2 separate regions of the Capsicum annuum genome follow, and region 2 is linked to region 1. A link is a contact called in public Hi-C data. All regions are on one chromosome and are shown on one strand. The core of a region is the stretch at or near the end of the contact, and the rest is flanking DNA. Distances in the headings are between cores, read along the strand shown.

Region 1 (7,073 bases), core at 1,218-3,717:
TTTTCAGCAGATTTTGAAGTATAAATACTTAGGACGATTACCAAACAGGTAAATAAGGCGAAACGATCTACTTGTATGTCAGTTTAATCAGATCATATGCATAGCCAAACGTTCTCTATAATTCCAGTTCAAGGTTCATAATTCATTCTCGATTCACCTTATAAAAAAATCAAACTTTTCTGCTTTTCTTGATTGTTTTATTATATTTATTTGTTAAGAATATAAAAAGAAGATCATTTTTCTAAATTTTTAAAAACAATATTCATAGTTAAACCAAAAATTGGGAAAAGGGATTGATGTTATGATCCAAAAGAAGAAGAAAATGTCTTCAATGTCTTAATCAAGCTAGTGGATTTTTGTTTTTGCCTTTGCATTTGAGAAATTGAAAGTGGCTTGTAAGGACAATCTTGAAGGTTGGCCATGTGAGCAGTAATTACTTGCCCTTTGAATAAAACAACTACTCCTTTGTAGGTATGGAGGCATGTGGTTGTTAGCATTTAGCAATTTCCAATCAATAACACTATAGTACAATTCTAGATATGTCCAATTGAAACATTTCCCCCTTGATAACGATAGCGTCTGGATTGGTTTACGTATATCTAAATATCACCGCTACTTGTTACCTCTCAAGTTCCACCAACATAAGTACCTAATATTTTTTTCTAACAAAACTTGAATATATAAGAAGAATTCACGTAACATTTTGTCTCTTTTGAAATTTGAACATGGATCTCTCATAATTTTTTTTTACCATTTCACTTATTACTAGGCCACAATCCTCTTTTATATTATCCATACTTCACACCAACATGGATATCAGAGACATCCTTAGGGGTCGTTTGGTAGAGTGTATAAAAATAATGCAAAAAATAAAGTATTAAAAATGCAAGTATTAGTTATGTTGAGATTATTTGTTATACAGTGTTTGGTTTGATGTGTTAAAAATAACTTGTATTGTATATTTTTAAATAAAAAAATTTATTTACAAAAAATATCCTTCACAAATATAATGAAAATGATGGGAAAAAAGTTTTAAGAAGCTATTGTGTCTTTACTCATGCTAATGTATGCATTAAAGTCCACTGCATTGTTAATACCAAGGATTTCCCATGTATTAGTAACATAATACGCAATAGAGTATATAACCAATGTGTGCATTAGTTATAAAAAAAGTGTATCAAACAAGATATTAATAATACACAAAGTCAATGTATGTATTATTTTTTCTAAAGCATCCTACCAAACGACCCCTTAGGTTTCTCCATGTAATTCTTTTTCTTGAAAAGGGAACAATTTAACCTTGTTTTTAGGATACTTTCTAATTGCATGTGGAGAGTTCAACCCCCTTACAATACTAAGTGTGTACATGTCAAGTTTTCCATGATGTTTAAGTTTTTGGCAAGTTTATGCTACTTAGTTATGCAATGTAAGCATCAAGTAGAGATTAGATGGGGTACATCTCAATTAAATTCTTGAAGAAAATGGGTGATTAATTGAATTCTAAAAACTATACACTAACATGAGAATTAAAACCAATTTTAATGAGGTCTAACTGCCTAATTTTCAAGCAAACCAACAAAACTTGTTGAATTTTATGACTCATTATTTAGCCACCTATCATCTTACCCACCACTGTATTTTGGTTTCCTTGTCAAGCTCATTTTTTTTCCTCACGTTTGATATCCGTATTGACGTCCCAACTAGTCTGGATCACACATTACAGAGCCCATTTTGGGAATGACGCTTCCAACAGAATTTTTTTCATACTTAAAGCTAGGGGTAGACATGGTATGATATGATATTTAAATCTTCAGTATGGTAATTTCGATATTTGATTTTTAAAAATACTATACTATTACCATATCAAATTAATTCAGTATGGTTAGATATTTTGAAGTTCGGTTTCGATATTTTGCGGTATGGTAAATCGATAACCATAGTTTGTTCAACTTTGACAATATATAATCGTATAATAGAATATTATCACTTCGACTTTTCAAAAAAAATTCAATTACATCATGCTAACAGATTACACATGTATAAACATATGTCCAAACAAAAGTACAAATAATTCCTTTTACTAATCAATTACATAAAAAGACATTTCAATCAAGATAGAATAGTCAAAGTTTCGACGTCTAAATATTTAGTTCTATACTAACGCCAGGTGGTATATTTGTTGTTTAATAAGATATATAATTATTTATGTAACTATATACTTAGGTGTTAGTATTCGATATTTCGGTATGTTACTTGTAAATACCAAATATCTTATCAAATATCAGAAAAATTTAAAACGTACATCATATACTATATCAAATACCATGATATCAGAACTGCGATATCAAAAATTTCGATTTTGTATGGTAATTCGATAATATATTATACCATGCCCACCCCTGTCAGGGATCAAAACCAAGACCTTTAATTAAGGGCAGAGCAGTCTTACCATTACATCACAAGCCATGTTGATATTTTCAACCTCATTTACTTACTCTTGACCTTTTCCACCTTCCTCCTCCTATCTATTTAGTGGGGATGGACAAATGAGCTTTATTTTCCCTTTTTCTTTTGGTGGGGTGGGGTGGGGTGGGGTGTGCATTGTTGTTGTTGTTTGGGGGGTGGGGTTCAAATTGCTTCATATATGTAATATATGTCTCATTAGCCACATCACTTATTAGCAAACATAAAAAACATGGATTGGTATTCTTGGTTATCCAAGACTAGCCTTGATCAAGAACTTGTTTATGAGTATGGTCTTGTTTTCAACAAAAATGAGCTTCAGAAAGAGGACTTGATTTACTTCAATCATGAATTCCTTCAAAGCATGGACATAAATGTAGCCAAACACAGGCTAGAGATTCTCAAGTTGGCTCGAAAGGAAGGCGCCGGCAGCCACGGAGAAGGAGGAGGAGGAGGAACAACAACAACCTCATCATCAAATGGCCTTTCAAGACTTGTTTTGGCAATCAACAAAACCAAGAAACTCATTGCCAAGAACTTGAGCAAGCTCAGTTTACACCGAGGTTCGACTCATCTAGCTCTCTCCGAGCTCAAGCCTTATCGAACACAGTGGACCGGAGCACTGAAGAAGCTCGAGAGCTCGAAGGACCAGAGGCAAGAGAGAGCCATCATCACAACTAGAAGCATGGCAATGAAGTCAGGACCACTAGACCGAAGAATGCAAGACAAATTTATGAGTGCCTCAGGGCCTCTTGATGGGAGAGTTCAAGAGAAGTTGATGTATCCCAATAGGAGTCCAATGAAGTCTGGTCCATTGGACAGAAGATACAAAGACACTGCTGTTTATCCAAGCAGAATCAATAAATCTGGACCATTGGATGTAAAGTGTTTTAGCCCAAGGCTTAATCACTGCTGTCAAGAAATGATACCAGCTGATGATGGGGTTGTGTACTCACAATGGTCTTTAATGTTTCAAGATATGAAGCCCACTTGACAACTCATATGAAGCTATATCATCTTGTAAGACTGTCGGGCAGATTCATAGAATCCTAGGTTATAGTATGTTTCTATTTCTTTTTGATAATCGTGGTGTCCAGCTTTCGTGTGCGTTCGCCTCACCTAATTCCACGGGATGCCTGAAACCCCCCACCAATATGACGTACCAGTACATCTGTCCACTACGTCTAGAAGAGATGGAAGAAATCGCCTAGTTTAGTATGGGTTTTGGTAGATATATGTTTGGTGTTTATTAGCAAAAAGGCAGAATGCACTTTTAAGGTATGGCAAACAAGCATTGGGATTGATGTCTCAACATGTCTTGTTCTGTTGTAACCTTCTTTTCTGCATTTGTCTATTTGGAAGTCTTGAATTTTAGTATCAAATATGTATGATGGCTGGTTCATATCAGTGCTATCAAAGACGCGCTGAAGCCTTGAAGAGAGGCTCAAAAGGTGTTGAGCGCTTTGATGCTTCAGTGTCGTCATCAAGGTTCTAAGGTATAATTTTCCTTGTCGATGATTTTCTTGTGAAGTGGCGACACTAAAAAATTGATATTTCACTTTATCATAATTTGTTTTCAATTTCTTTGCTCATATATTTGTCATTCATGCTTATATATTTGTTTTGGACTAAACATATATATTTGTAAATTTTTTCCTCCCTTTGCATTTTTTATTCATTAAAGCCCACGTTTCTTTTGCGCTTTGCACTTAAAGCCCCATTGGACCTTAGAGCTTTTTCGCTTTTTAATAACACTGGTTCATATTAAGCACAAAAATGAAATTTTAAGCAAGGGGATCAATTAGCCTCAATATTCCCAAGAGATCAATATAGAGCTACCCAAATAGAAAGCTCAATTAGGTACAAGTATATATTGCAAAGAAAAGACTAGCAAAAAGAATTTTAATACATCAACACTTTAAAGGTCACTCTTGGTATCATTCCACTTCCATTTCATCTATTAATTGAAGGATATGCAAATTCCTTTCTCCTTCACTCATGTAATGTTTAGCAATGTATATAAGATCAGAATCGAGTTTTCCAACCGATGAAAGGCAACAAACAACAAGGTCCCGGAAGAGTAGAATGTACGCAGACCTTACCCGACCTTAGGAGGTAGAGAGGCTTTTCCGATAGACCCCAACCGGTGAAAGGCATTAAAGATAAATAGCAGGACCACAGAAGCAGCATGATTTTGGGGTAAACTATCCACCTAGTGAAAGGATCTCCCTGGGAGTTTATTCTACAAAAGAGGAATGATAGCAGGACCTGATAACAACCTTCACATGCAAAACTTTTTTCATACTGACAAAGACAGGTATCATGACATCCCAGAAGCACCAAAACTTACCAGAATTGACCTTATCGGTAACGATAAGCCAACTTGAAATTGTTCCGATGGTAGCTGAGAATTAAAGTAAATAACATTAACCAAATCAAATCATCAGCATAAATATACACTTTGTGGAGTTTAAATACAGACGGTGTATAAAATAACTAGAGCAGTATATTCTTCAGTTTTCAGTCTAGTTCCATGCTTTTGCCAGCAATCGAGAACAACAAAAACTATTCTCACAGCTTCCTTTGAAGCATAAGCACAATACATGTACGAGTTCTAAGGAACAACCATATGCTTAATCATTATGTGTTGTATCATTGGAACAGTTTTCATAGGGTTGAGATGTCAGTTTCAAGGGAGCAATGATACAATACCTAACAATAACATGTTCATAATACTACCAAGATTGTATAAGTATTTAGGGATGGAATGGAAACAAAGTAGATGAGAACACTATTTCTTACTATTGCTTGATGTACCGTGTTACAAAAGTTTAAGCATCTACATGCAAGATGCTTCACTGTGGACACTAACCTAACAAAGCTAAACTTCTTGAACATATCATACAAATCACACAACCTTTCAAAAGCATAAAACTATCCGAAATTTGAACTCACAGGTGATTGCTGATCAATGTGCTTCCTTTAGAACTTTACCACATGACGTTGGTCAGGCTTTTTTCAAGATACCTCAATGATTTGAACTTTGAGGTAGCCGAAAGGATCCTCCAGCATATAGCATTTGGTAAACGGGTTTTATTCTCATGGTAAGAACAATACTAAGCATCGTTCCTACACCACATACTCCGGCAAGAATCAGGAACGTGACTCTAAAGCAATGAGGACCCAAGCATGTGGAGGTGTGCTGCTTGGCTGCTTCGTTATCATAGAGAAACCCAGCAAGGAGACCGGAGAAGAGATAAGCACCTAACGGGTTCCCTAGCGACATAAAATTGAAAATTATACCAAAATGCTTGAGACCAAACAGCTCAGAGGCTGTTGGGACCATTGTTGTGAATTGAACACCATAGCAAACTCCTAGTAATGCTGTTGCTGCATATAAGGTACCATTAAGTGCAGAAGCAAACAGAAGGTAGGAAATGATCATTAATACTTGTGTGCATGTCATCCATACTGTTCTAGGCAGTGCTTTTAACCTGCATTGCAAATCGAACAACAAGCAATTAGACAAGTGCTAGTATTACGACAGTGAGACACTATAAATGAAACATGCAGTCTACTTAATCATTTCAAGCATCTTTAGCATCTTCAATAAGCTATCTCATCCATAAGTTGCTTTTGACTATCCTATGGGAGATACTTAGAAGACATTAACTTTTCAATTTTATCGATAAAAAACATAAAGTTAATAGTAGCAATAAACTAATTTTGGCTAAGTTTTAAGCAAAGAAACCGCCAATCATCATTTCCTTTTCCATTTCATTTTCCCATAGGTTGATAATAATTAAGTCAAACAAGAGGGATTACTCTTTTATCTTTTTAATGATCGAGGGACGGGAAACCTTGGCGTAACTGGTAAAGTTAGTGTCATGTGACCAGGAGGTCAAGGGTTCGAGCCGTGGAAACAACCTCTTGCAAATTGCAAGGTAAGACTGCGTAAATAGACACTTGTGGTCTGGCCCTTCCCCGGGCCTGACACATAGCAGGAGCTTAGTGCACCGGACTGCCTTTTTAATGACCTAAGGACCAACCGCAGCCTACAAAACTTGGGGATAATAGGCCTCTTCTCCATCCTTCTCCACTTAATACCGGATTCACATGGTGCAAGACTCGAACCTATGACCTAGGTCACATAACTCACAAGTCCCTCGACCATTGCCGTTTGAAATTAAATCTCAGGGGCAACAAGAGGAGATTAATAGAAATAGTAACTAAGAGGTGAAGGAGATCACACCTGACAAAATATTCTGAAACAACTCCTCCGCCAAGACGACCAACAAAGTTGCAGAAGCTGAAAAGCGATAGCAGGATTTTTGTATCATGAAGACCTTGAGCAATTCCGATCTGCGCCAGATTATTGAGAACAGTAACCCCAGAACCCACACCAAAAAAGTAAACCAAAAACAAAAGCCAGAAATCTGCCTTGACCAAAGCTTCAGTGAACTTGAAATCTTCACCTCTTCTCGGCCTCCTCTTTTTCTTTACTGCACCTTCCCCTTCAGCCAGAAGCATATCCACTTCAGAGATATCGTCTCCCTCTTGAAAACTTCCTAGGTTTGCTGATGATGATAATGGTGTTAACAAGGGTTCTG
Region 2 (7,073 bases), core at 2,035-4,534, 70 kb before region 1:
GATGCTACCACTACCACCCCTCCATTCTATCTCTCTAATGCCCCACTGTTGACCATTGGGTTTACTCACCGGATGGTCGACAACCATAAATCGCGACTACCAAACCAGATCCGGCAAGACCCGCCACAAGTTAATCGCCGCCTCTTTTTCCCTTTTCCCTCTTCCCGCCTCTGGATTTAGCCACCAGACGTTCAGCGAACGACACCAAAATTGGCAAATAAGTTTCCGCCAGATCTCTCTCCCTTTCTTTACTGCCGTCGCCAAATTTGATCATTGGACGACCGACAAACAACCTTTCCGCCACCGTTCACCCAAAATTTAGCCAGATTTGGCTGTGCTCTAATTTTTTGGCATTGCTCAGGCATCTGCCGTTAAAGCAATGCCAACACCGACACTGTTTTGGATTTTTCCTTCGTCTTTAATTACTATAGCTATTTATTGTTATTGTTTTCTTCTTTGTTGATTCTTGCTCACTGATATTTTATTATTATTGTTATGATTTTGCTCTTTGTTTTTGCTATTGTTATCATTGATATGGTGTTGCCACATTTTGTTACTGTTATTGCTAATCTTGGGTTTGTTTGCACCCGAAAAATTAATTATATAGATAGATTTACTTCACATTGACTAATTTTGGGACTGTAATACATGGCCGATGACATTATCTCTCCGTCGGATACTTGAGGCCACCACATTACGAAAGACGAACTTTATTTTCTCACGTTTATCTATTTTATATCAAAATGAATACATGGCCAGTGAAGAAACTTCTGTCAGTTTTCGAGGTCTTCTCAAATAAAAGACAGACAGTACAAATACGTAACAAAAAGAAAATAAATTAGGGTGATGACAAAATTTTTATAACATCACGACAACACGAAGGATTTTTTGATTCATATTTTGGCAAGACGATTTAGAATGACCGATAAATCGAGCAATCACTTCGTAGCAATGGTGATATCTAAAATTTAATCCGAGCCCACGCTTTAACAAAAATAATTCTATTTTATGTATATTTGTATACATATTGCACACATAGTTCTTAATTTTATTTTACTTTGTTACTAACGTGTTTGTACAGGTTCCTGAAAATACTTGTATTCAAAAGAAGAATTTTATATTTGAATCTTTGTTTATAAATTGTACACATCAAGTATAGTGAAACTTTACTTTTTTGGGGCATTGGGCAGGGACATTCTTTACTTACATATTCTTTAATGTATGCTTAGGCAAACTTAGGCCGTTAACACCTATATAAATAAATTAAATTAATTAAATTCACACATTGACATCATAAACATTTGTATAATCTTTCTTTTCAAGTAAAATCTTTATATTTCTCTTCGTAATTAGTTATAAAAATATTTTTCCTTTTTTACAGTACATAAACGATATCTTCTTTTCATATGACACAACATACTTTTCTTTTCACATATAATTTAAATATTCTTATACATACCTTTTACATATTTCATAACCATATATTTTATTTATATACTTAGTATACATATACTTTTACATAGTTTTAAACATTTATATTTTCAAAAGAATTAATTTACATTTAATATACATACACTTTTTACAATATTTTTAAATATACCTCCTCCCTCTTTGATAAATTTAGTCTAGTCAGGTACCACATTTATGGATCTTGAAGAGTGCCTAACCTTTTTCCTTTGAGATAACTTGAACTCTTACCTAGAATCTCAATTGATTTTTCACAGTCTAAAATATCAATCATACGTGTTATTAAATAAATAGATTTCCTTATTTTCCTTAAAAATTAGGTGGCGACTCTGTATAAAATTCAATTCTTTTTAGAGTTCATAAGTCGTGCTTATTTTAACCTTGGTAAAAATAGGGCACGACAATGCGTAGGAGATTTGAATCAAATTAAAGTCAAACAAAGAAAGGTACAGGCTACAATGAGGCTATAAAAGAAAATAAGCTAAAGGTTCAATAGGGCTAATTAGGAGTACGCACAAGGGTAGGTAAACGAGGAATAAGACATGACTATCAAAGAAATACCTATATCATCTCCTAAACCCACACTCTTTATTTCGATTTGTAAACACACCGGGCAAGTTCTAGACATCATTATGCATATGTAATAAATAGAGAACCTCACTCACTCCTGATGCATGCTAGATCCTGGTGCATGCTAGATTCAAGTAGGATCTCTATAGATTCTTGACCCAATAACTGCACATATTCAAAATTAAGCCAACACTAACAAAAAGTCACATAATTGAGCTTGGGCGTCTCAAAAATAGCATCCTTATTTAGTTTGGCATGCTTCTTCCTAGAAAAATTTTTCTCATGTCACATGGTCATATGGCCCAACAAAAAGTACCTCGTATTAGATTAGTGATCGCGTTCTCTCACCTATTCACCCCCTAAGACTAATTCTCCTTAGGACAGTCATCATCCATCCATCATCGAGAAAGACACCTATGAGTTATTAACAAAAAATTTACTCCAAAAATCGACATAAACATAACTAAGCAACTAAAATGATGAAACAAGTAATAGTAAAATAATGAAACTACTACTAACTATGAATTCAGAAAATATAATAATTACTAACTATTATAGATCGAATGTCTTAAAATGTCTAACTCCAAATCAACAATAATAATAATATACAAAAATATAACATCCATAATAACAATCTCGCCAGAATAGATAAAAGAGAAATGAGAGAAATGAGAACCACCACCCTATACTTAAAATGTAGTGCTGTCACAAAACAAAGTTATGATGTGATATAAACACTCCCTGGTCACACCTCATCTATGTCATCACCAACATCTGGACCACAGGCCTCATCACCCATGTTTGGGTCCATATCATCATCATCCTCAGACTTAATATCCAAACCCATATTTGCCTTTCCTCATCAGTAGAGATGTCATCATCCACTGGCTATACAACTTTTGGCCTATCCTCAGAAAAGTCCTGGCGTGGTGACTAAGTTAATAGTCAATCTCTAGTGTGTGTCTCATCTCTAGTGGTTTCTCTGCCACCCACTCTTAACTACACCATCTGCATCCCATACATACGGGCAATAATTTCATCATCCCGAGCGTAACACTCAGGCAATGTCAGCACCAGCCCAAGAGCAACATCCTGGACCCATGTATGGGTCACATCAACTAGGCGCATGTCCAATACTGGTCTATAATCTAGGGCCTCCTCCTCAACCTTATGATCCATCAGAAAATAAGTCAGCAGTCCACCAAAACTATACCTGCATCTTTGATGAAAATGAGCCTTTTTCATCATTGAAATAACCACTGCACCTATATTTATTGCAAAGCCCTCCTGCATCAGTGCATAAATCAAACAAACTCTGTCTCGAGTGACTTCTGTTATGTGCTTCCCAGCAATTAGGCAGTGACAGATGATCTTCAACCACATTCTCGCTTCCCTGTTCATCTGTGCATAGGGGAAGCCTTTCTCTCATTGGTGAATCCACCTAGCTGTAAATCTATTTCTGCAATATAGATACCTGATATTGTCATAGGGTGGAGTGATATTCAGCTGCCTCAGCTGAAAAGCATCGGCCTCAGGAGTGCCTAAAATGGCATTCAGATCATGTGTAGTAAAAATCATGACTTTTCCACGAATGCAAACTTTTGAATCAGGATGATACAATACAACAATAGAAGATACAAAATCAGCCCAAAATAGTCCACAAAATGGCTAAAACCAAGAGCCCTTTTGAGTCCTAGTCTCGGCCAACCACAACAACACAAGAATGGCACAATAACAACACTATATTGAGGTGGATTGACACCTATTTTTCAGCGAACAACAAACTAACAAGAAGATTACAAGATGGAAACAATAATGAGTTGAACAACAACAACAACAAAAATACCCACTCAACTTACACTAAAACAAAAGGAACAAAATAAAATTACAATAAAGTAAAGGGATAAATAGATAGACCACATGAGGGTATAATCTTAAGAACCCAAGAATGGACACTCTTGGACCCTTAACACTACATACAATAATAAACCTATCTCTTACGTGACACAAGATTGGATTGCACCTCTCTATCATCAACGTTTCCAAGCAAGCAACAACAAAAGAAAATCCACCCTATTGTTGTATCCTCGTTTCTTTTTTGGTGCCTCAAGAAGAGAGGACTTGTGTTCTTTGGTATTTCAAGACTTATAAATATCATTAAAAACTAATCAAAGAAACCCTACATGGTTCTATTTATATCCTATTACAAATAAAAGACAAAAAGGACCAAAAGGCCCCTTAAAGACTTAGGTGCCCATCAAGTGTAATATGTTGGCTGATTTTAGTGCATTTAGGTCCCTTTTTGCACTTCAATTGTACACACTAAGTCTCGAACCCAACATGCACTCCCATAAGTCCATATTCGTGATTATTCCCGTAGCACAGGATCTATTGGATCCCAGTTGGCATAGAACTCCCTAATTAAGTTCAAATTGCATTTAGTAGGTTGCTTAAAAATAAAGTTCATATGCAGCTCCTTAAGTTTCTGCACCATGCTCGAGAATTCTTTATGCAACGATCAATAAACTCGTCCGAGGCATACTTAGACTTAGTATACTTGTTATGCCCTTCCTTCCCCGCTTCTTCAATCCACCTAATTTCATACCAACGTGTCTGGCCTCCTGCAATAATAGGGGCTCTAGGTACCCAACCTGTTAGACGAAACCTCTTTTTTGATGGCTCAGAAGGCCCAGCAAGATCTTTCCCTTTTTGAGCTCTACTTGCCATAATACCTGTTAGCAACAATATGCAACAATCATGTCAAAATGGCATTATTTTGGCTAGTAAACTCCAAGTTTAGGAGGATTTAGAGGTCACTCCATACTTGTTGCTAACATAGGTGCATTAAATTTGAAACTAGGGTACTCAAACATCCCCTGTTCCACAATATACCCTAATGTCATAGCACCTAAGTAAACAGGAAACTAACTTGGTTATTAATTAATTACCACAAGTTCTTAATCCTGTGGTGACTCTGATCTACTCAGACTTCAAGCACGCACCACACTGTGCACACAAAGTAATTTCCAAAATCACATTCATACCAGACCATTATGTTTATTTTTAGTTTAACACACAACAACAATGTGAGTTCGGTACAAGCACATATGTAACCATGACTCATAGAGGACAAAATTACAACCACATTCTAAAATAATAACTCAACACAGCATTCACAATGCATTCATTCAACAAAACTTTGTTTCTATTCAATTACCTATGTGACCATGAGCTATAGAACATACGTATATGGTTAACATATCCCAAAGATCATTACAGGACTATCAAGATCTCCTTTTATGCACAAGCAACATAATCCACAGATTCCCAACAAGTACTAGCAGTATATATGTACAACAAATCTTACCAAAATCACCATGTGCCCTATTTTAGTTCTAAACAAGTTAAAACAAAGGTATTCAAAGTACCACAACCTAGTACACACCCACATACATCAAAACACACTAACCATCCAACGCGTTGAATCATAAGAATCATATTACTCACTTAAATTATCAAGTTGCATTCATGTAATTTTGCTCAGACCTTTCCTATAATTCAATAGGATGATAAGGATTTACAGAATAATATATCACAATTGGGTTGTGAAAAATTTAAACCCTTAACTCAACTTACCCAGAATATCACCCCACAACAACAAGCAATTACGAACATGGTAAGTAGTCAAAATATGGTTGTAAGTCTATGGCACCATTTATGTAATTCAACCACAACAGCCGAGTAAAGACGAAATAGAGAAACTTGAGCACTTACCCAATTTGAGGTCGCAGAGAGGAGCGAGAAAAATTCCTTTACGTGACACGCTTTAGGATGGGGAGAATTAGGAAGGATGGTATGCTAGGTTGTGGAAAAAGAGGGGATTTGGGGATTTTTGGAGTATAAAAGGGGAGAATTTGGGTTAAGAGGGGAAAAGCCGAGTAAAACCCGACTTTTTATTTTAAAAAATTTAAAAATTGACATCCTCCATGCCACGATCTTATCACAGAGGATAAAGGGAGTGGCACGTCGAAATCACGAAGGCTTACTGGAATCACCTCCGCGATATTTTCTTCTTGGCATACCATGACCTTATCAGGGAGGATAAGTGATGTGGCATGCTAATAACCCAGAGGCCCACTGTTATGCCATCTTGGGGAAATTCTGGTTCCCCCTTTACTTCCTTGTATTTTTTGTTGCATCAAATAGCATTTCATACCTGATAGCCTCCCGAAAACATATTTTACTCACTTTAATTTCTTTCCCATACCACAATTTACCTCATTCCTGCAATCTCATCAAAAACAACAAAATACATAGAAAGTGTGGGTTGCCTCCCACCTAGTGCCTTAGTTTCGGTCGTGTGGCTCGACACGTCTTTTTGTATTGTTATTTCTTTTCTCATTTTTTTCAAATAAAAAGGAAAACTATGCTATTATATTACATTCGTGGGTTTCTCTCACGTAGTACCTTATTTAGTATCATGGCATTACCAAACTCAATTTTTTTCATCTATAAATGTGATAGACATTTTATGTCTATTCACAGGATCTACCTAATAGTTCTTGACTCTCTTCTCATTCACCAAAAATATAGTGCTCTTGTCTTCTTGCCATAGCTCAATAACCCTGTGAGGGGTCATTCTTACTACTTCAAACGGCCCAGACCACTTGGACCTCAACTTACCCGAAAACAGCTTCAGCTTGAAATTAAATACCAGAACTTTCTATCCAGGCTCAAAGATTCAAGTCAAGATCTGCTTACCATGCAACCTTTTAGTATTTTCCTTATATAATTTTGCATTTTTATAAGCATTTAAATGAAAATCATCAAGCTCACACAACTGTAGCATTCTCTTTGTTCCTGAAATCTCCAGATCACAATTCAATTTCTTCACTGCCTAATAAGCCTGATGCTCAAGCTCTGCGATCAAGTGACACGCTTTTCATAAACCAATCAATAAGGAGAGGTTCCAATAGGTGTTTTATCATCTATCCTATACACCCATAATGCATCATTCAAGTTTACCGACCAATCTT

What was found. Hi-C and Micro-C count contacts between places; a contact is called where the count stands out from the background.
Region 2: a contact with region 1 is called in a Hi-C map of leaf, with 2.7 times the contacts expected there. The contact joins the enhancer-like site here to the promoter of LOC107855255 in region 1. A contact is called at or near these places in 2 of 5 Hi-C or Micro-C datasets (leaf and placenta).

What each region holds. Positions count from the first base shown.
Region 1 is chr7:11,360,492-11,367,564 of UCD10Xv1.1, reverse strand. It overlaps LOC107855255, which reads left to right and starts at 2,467. Exons shown (of 1, transcript XM_016700250.2): 1 at 2,467-4,055. The coding sequence starts at 2,696. The coding sequence ends at 3,457. LOC107855254 (protein NUCLEAR FUSION DEFECTIVE 4) reads right to left here. Exons shown (of 3, transcript XM_016700249.2): 2 at 6,716-7,073; 3 at 5,243-5,957. The coding sequence ends at 5,492.
Region 2 is chr7:11,431,397-11,438,469 of UCD10Xv1.1, reverse strand. LOC124900026 (a long non-coding RNA gene) reads right to left here and starts at 6,418. Exons shown (of 2, transcript XR_007057599.1): 1 at 5,812-6,418; 2 at 3,762-4,769. Within about 2 kb of position 3,284, at least 4 of the 5 cell types and tissues checked have an H3K27ac peak or open chromatin away from gene starts, as enhancers often do. A contact at or near this core is called in leaf, where this site is marked.